Regions from separate parts of the Sus scrofa genome. Here region 1 is linked to region 2. A link is a contact called in public HiChIP or PLAC-seq data. All regions are on one chromosome and are shown on one strand. The core of a region is the stretch at or near the end of the contact, and the rest is flanking DNA. Distances in the headings are between cores, read along the strand shown.

Region 1 (2,889 bases), core at 142-2,641, 87 kb after region 2:
AGTGTCATAATTTAACATCACATGCTCTGTCTATGCGTGTGGCTGTGACTGAGGGCTTGCTTCCATTACCCAATGTTCATGAAGTTTCTCTGGAGAAATTTCTTTTTGGTCTGGGTATCAAGAAGAGTTGATTTCGAGCAATCTTTTTTTTTTTTTTTTTTTTTTTTTTTGTCTGCCTGTGATAGGAATTGAATTTTAGAAAAGGCCTCCCTTTTGATCATGACTGCTGGAAATCCAGGAGACAAAGTTTGGTCCCATTTATAGCAAGTGTATTGAATGCTATGGGTTGCAATAAACACATACACACACACTTTCATTTCTGCTCCATTTTATGTGCTTTAATTTTCACTTTTCATTTTATACACTTCTTTTTGTGAGTTACACACCTTTGTAAGCTATCTTGAATTCTTTTTTTTCAAGGATAAGTTGGCATATACATATGAGGGAATATATAAAAGGAACTTAATACTGTGGCTGGAGTTACTGCATGTTACAGTGATAATGGGTATGTTACTAGGACAGTTTGCAGTGGTTACAGGGAGTCAGATCTTGGTTCTCTCTGCTGTTTACTAGTTGCAGATGGGAAGCATATTATTCTCTGAACCTTAATATTTTTTCCATCTTTAAAAGAGTTACCTCTTGGTATTTAGGGGAAGTGGCTTAAATGAGGTTATGTACAGAAAGCATTTAACACAAGGCACTCAATCAACATTGGCTATGTTGTTATCACTATCTTTGGGGCAATTAGGAGTACGTTGCCATTCCTGGCCCGATAGGCTGTCAGAAAAGTCTCCCCACCCATCCTCAGCCCTGTCCTCTTCTCCCCACATCTCCCACATCCACAAAGGCCAGGCAGCTGTGTCTTGCCTGATAGGCATCACACCCAGAGCGAACCTCCACACTCGCTGCTCCCTCAGGGTACCGAGCACGGATCTCCAGTCTTGCAAATTGCTACCAAGAAGCCACCCAAAGGCACAGGCTAAGGCGGACCCACACCTGTGTATTCGTTCCTTATCCCACCCCCTCCTCTGAGCTCTGATATATACAAGAAAGGCCTGAGAGGGGACAAGGGGTCTTCGAGAGCCAGTACTGAAATGTGGGAAGGTGGGGTTACCCCAAGAACTGGCCGCGAAGTCGGTTTCCTCCAGCCCCCACCCCGTCTCCGGTCGCGGATTGAGGGTTGGGATCCAGGGCACCCGGGTCTCCCCGTCCCTCCAACTCCTCTTCGAACTTCAGCCTTGGGCGGGCAGAGGTGGCCTGCAGGGGCGAAAGGCGAGATCGGAAAGAGAGGCAGGCTCTGGGGACTAGAGAGTAATGGGGGCAGGTTTCAGGGAAGAGCAGAAGAGCGCCACACATTTCCTCCGGCGATAACATCAGCGCTGTCAGGTGGTTTGTGCCTGCGAATGTGCACGCGCTCGAGGAGGAGGGCGAGGGGGCGCGCTCACACAAAGTTTGTGCCTGCGGGTGCGCAGCCGTCGGGCTCGACCGGCTCAGAGAGCAGAGAGTGGAGGGTGGGCGGCCCAGTACTGAAGGGCTCGGCAGGCGGCGGTGGCGGCGTTGGAGATGCGCCGCTCCCTGCCGAGCCTGTCCCGCCGCGCTAGGTGAGGCGGCTCCGGGAGCGCGGCCGCGGCCATGGGCACCCTGGGCAAGACGAGAGAGGCTCCGCGGTGAGTAGGGGCGCCCGTTTCCTTTCTTGGGGGGAGGGCACGGCGCCCGCGGCCCCGGGACTTCGCCGAGACGGGAAGCGGGGTGACCGGTCCTGACCTCCTCCTATGGAAAATTGCTGGCCGCGGGTGAGGCCGGCCGGGGTCTCCGCCGAAGTCAGGGGAGACGGATGCAAGGGACAGATGCACCCGGCGCGCTTGGCGCATCTCGCCCGACTAGCGGGAGACGGAGCTGGTTTGTGCGGACGCGCGGCCAGAGTTCACCGGGCGAGCCCCGGAATCGTGCCGAGCGAGCCCCGGAATCGTGCCGAGCGACCGGGTCCCCCAACCTGGGGCGCGGGACCCCTGGGACTCCTACTCACGGACTTTCTGCGCCCCCCGCACCTGCTGCCGCTTCGGCTCGGGCGGCGCCACCTGGCGGCCTGTCCGGCCCTGCGGATGTCCGGCCCGACTCAGGAGGCCAACTGCGTTTGCTGTGAGCGCGCAGGGGCCAGAGAGTCGCACAACCTCCTGGGTGGAGACCCCGCGATCCCCCACATCCAGTGATGCTAGACGTGTTTTAGGAGGATCTTGGGGGTGACAAAAGATGAAGGGAAAGTGACCGCGAGTGAAAAGGCAGGAGGGGCCAGGCACCTGAGATTGGCCCTGAAAGGGCCGGAACCAGGCAGCTGCCGACCATGACCTGGGCTCAGCATAGAGCCTGGGCAGGCAATGCTCATCCTACCTCTGTACACGCGAGCTCTGTTGTGCCTGGCTGGGCCCAGTCGAGGCAGGAAGCGTTGCCCAGTTGAACCTTATGAAGCTAAAAGGTTTTGGCACTTTATGTCCTACCTGACCTCTGTCCCCTGAAGGTCCTGCGCTGTGCCTTGCACCAAATCGAAAGGAGAGGCTGCAGCAAATTAAATTGCACCAGGTTAAGAGGAGGAGCTTCAGGAAATTAAATTGAGTCTGTTATCATGGGAGCTGGGAGAGGGCAGGCCTGGGGCCTGAAGAAATCCTTGCTACAAGCCGTTAAAAACCATCTTCCACAGCAAAGAAAGTTGTGGAAGTTTCTGTTCGTTCTCTGTGTTCATTTCACCCCTTACTCTTCTAGGCTGGATTTCATTAAAAGTTTAACCCGAAATTGTGACCTCTGCGGAGGTACCTGTGGCTGAAGCGGATTTCACCCTAACCAGTTCAGACTTTTGACAATCTCCTGCAGCAAATTGGCTGGCGCCTTAGCCAG
Region 2 (2,872 bases), core at 174-2,673:
GGGGTGGATTTTGTGTCCTTACTTACTTTCAAAGCATTCCTTTTTTTTTTTTTTTTTTTTCTGGCTGTACCCACAGCATATGGAGGTTCCCAAGCTAGGAGTCCTGTTGGAGCTGTAGCCACTGGCCTATGCCACAGCCACAGCCACGCAGGATCCGAGGTGCATCTGTGACCTATACCACAGCTCACAGCAATGACAGATCCGTAACCCACTGAGTGACGCCAGGAATTGAACCCTAATCTGCGTGGGTATTAGTCGATTCATTACCACTGGGAATGACCTCAAAGCATTCTTTACAAGAAAGAGCCCTTTGCAGCCCTGTTCTCCCAGGACTTTACTGGACCAGTCACCACAGGCAATGTGAGATCTTCATCCCTAGCAAACGAGAGGCATCTACAGGCAAATGCTACTGAAAAGCCCACCTTCTCCTCCTTCAAGGTCCAGCTTGCAACTAAAATGAAAAATCAGAGCTCAGCAACTCTGTTGCAAGTTGCCCTCAGATGATGAAAATAAAGGAAATGTTTCTAAGAAAGTGTGGCTGTCCTTCAGGGAGCTGAAAGTTCTTAATCTGCTTCCAACCTCAGCATGTACCCTTCATCCCCCATCTCCCAGCCCAGTGTCACTTGCTGAGGTCCAGCCACCTCCTTTAGATATCTGAATGCAGCCTCCACCCCATGCAACTGTCCTAGAAGAAAAAGCAGAGTAAATAAGCAGATGGTCATCCAGCAGGCCCCAGGTTGATCTCTTATCACCTTTTATGAATCCCAATTCTAACAAGCATCTTCACTGTCCTCATAGTTTGCCCTCAGCCTTTTGCCTCCCCCATCTACTCTGAAAGCTCCCATCCATCAGGAAACATTTCTGTACCATGCCTGGAGCTGCCCTTCCTTTCCACCAAAACTGCCCATCTCTGAGAAGCCTGCCAATGAGTCTCACCCACTTGCCTCACTCACTGACTCCACCTTTCCCAGTTTGTAAGCAGCCAGCATATGCCAGAGTGACCTCATTTATCTATTGCCTTGTAAGCTCAGCAAAGTCATTTTTTGAGATATATGTAAGGTTTCTTAATCACAACTCAACAAAAACCTCCTTGATTTTTCCATCTTCAGACATTTGACAGTGTGACATTGGGATGAGAGCCCATCACAGCCCCAGGTATTCACTGAAAGTGCCTGTTTCCAGTGCTGCATGCAGAGGAGGCTTGGCTAGGGGTGGTTCTCAAGGCCAAGAAAGATCTGATTCTTTTAGCTGCTCCTTCCTCCCAAGACATTTGCAGGAGGCTCTGCCTCAGCCACGTGCCTTCAGGAGAACTAATGGGCAGGCTTAGGTTAAACAAGCATTCAGATGGGCACGTAAAGTAACCCAAGCGACCTCAGCCCTTCAGAGCTGATTCTGCTTTCAGAGACTGTTGTTGAGCCGGCCCATTCACTCAGAGAGGGGAAGTGGCTTATTCGACTCCTCCCTGTTAATGGGGGGCAGCACTAGGGCAGGAACCCACATTTCCCAATTTGGTGAAAACATAACCTTATGCAGGCAGTTAAACAGGAATAAGATAGATCCTTGTGTCAGCAGGAAGCTGGTGTAACACACGAAGGACTGAAATTGACTTGGTCAGTTACATGTCTGATGTTGACCCCTTGAGCTTATCTTCTCATCTGGGAAATGGGATGGTTATACTTCTCTCACAGCTTCTATACAGATAAGGGATATGCAGATGGCTGCTGCTTCCTCACACCCACTCCACAAACACTTCTGGCTTTTGCTGTCCTGCAGTCAGTCTCTGGCATTCACTCCAAGTTTAATTGTTACCCCAAAACATACTCCAAATGGCCTCAAATATTTGAAATACAAAGCTTTAGCTAACTCTACATGCAACATCAAAATATTACTCTTTAAAGTGGACTTTCTAAAGCTATTTTTCTAGATCACCTGAGCTAGAGTCAAAGTTTTCTAAACTTTCTAAAATGTTTTGTGGCTCTTACCTGCTATTGGAAACATCTGGAGCTTGTTTTTCACCTTTGAAGAAGACATTGCCTTATAATTTTACATCCTTATGGGGCATCAGACACTGGCTGGAGGTAGCACACATAAAAAAAAAAAAAACAATTCTAATGAAATAGTATCTGGATGGAAACTTCTCCTCCTGAGAATTGCTTTCTTTAATTTCCAAATATGCTTTTAGAGCATAAAGGTCCTGCCATCATTGAGAGGAGACATGGCGGGGTGGTTAGAGTGAGGGAAAGAGAGAAAAATAGAGAAGGAGAGGGGAGGAGAGGAACTGTGCTTTGTTGATAGGAGGTGGGAAATAGTGGGAATCAGAGGGATGGCAGTCAGCCTTCAGGTGGGAAGAACAGATCCAGAGCCTAGCCCAAGCTTTGGAACATTTCCACTGGTTCTCAGACTGAGTGATGACTCGGAGAACCAGGAGGCATGGAGGAGGTGAGACCATCCTTAATGACCTAATAGGCCATCAGGCAAGGCCAAGGTGAACCTGCTCTCCCCGACCCTCTTCCTCAAGGAGTGCACAGAATACTCTCATGTCCCCAAGATGTAACCTGTCCTTTTATGACTTCCCCTTCGAAGCTGCCCTGATGCTCTTCTGATTTCACTTCTAAAAAAACATGTTGTGGAGGAGGAAACACCCAGAGGAATCTGCCTGATCTCTGTATCACCATGCCTCCCCCTCCAGATGGTTCTCGTTGTGAAAGTTTACATTCTGGGCTTTCAGAAATGGTTATATTCTGCCTTGAAAAGCTACCATGCCCCATATCACCTCTCCCGCCTGGTCCTTCAGAAATACCCCACTGTCTGCTCAAGTGGACCCTTGTTTTTGTGCTCTCAAGCATAGGACTATTTACTTTGTCCCAGCATC

What was found. HiChIP or PLAC-seq counts read pairs in DNA pulled down with a chosen protein or histone mark.
Region 1: a contact with region 2 is called in an H3K27ac HiChIP or PLAC-seq map of alveolar macrophages. The contact joins the promoter of RASGRP1 here to the enhancer-like site in region 2. A contact is called at or near these places in 2 of 5 promoter capture datasets (fetal liver and liver), 24 of 47 Hi-C or Micro-C datasets (alveolar macrophages, blood, brain and 12 more) and 1 of 2 datasets of contacts at active chromatin or transcription factors (alveolar macrophages).

Annotation. Positions count from the first base shown.
Region 1 is chr1:132,701,104-132,703,992 of Sscrofa11.1, forward strand. It overlaps RASGRP1 (RAS guanyl-releasing protein 1), which reads left to right and starts at 1,392. Exons shown (of 17, transcript XM_003121603.4): 1 at 1,392-1,667. The coding sequence starts at 1,633. LOC110261469 (a long non-coding RNA gene) reads right to left here. Exons shown (of 4, transcript XR_002345564.1): 1 at 2,496-2,889.
Region 2 is chr1:132,614,453-132,617,324 of Sscrofa11.1, forward strand. It overlaps LOC110261470 (a long non-coding RNA gene), which reads right to left. Exons shown (of 3, transcript XR_002345565.1): 2 at 1,983-2,072; 3 at 176-685. Among named protein-coding and RNA genes, the nearest start is that of RASGRP1, 87 kb to the right of the region's middle. Within about 2 kb of position 1,424, at least 7 of the 83 cell types and tissues checked have an H3K27ac peak or open chromatin away from gene starts, as enhancers often do. A contact at or near this core is called in alveolar macrophages, where this site is marked.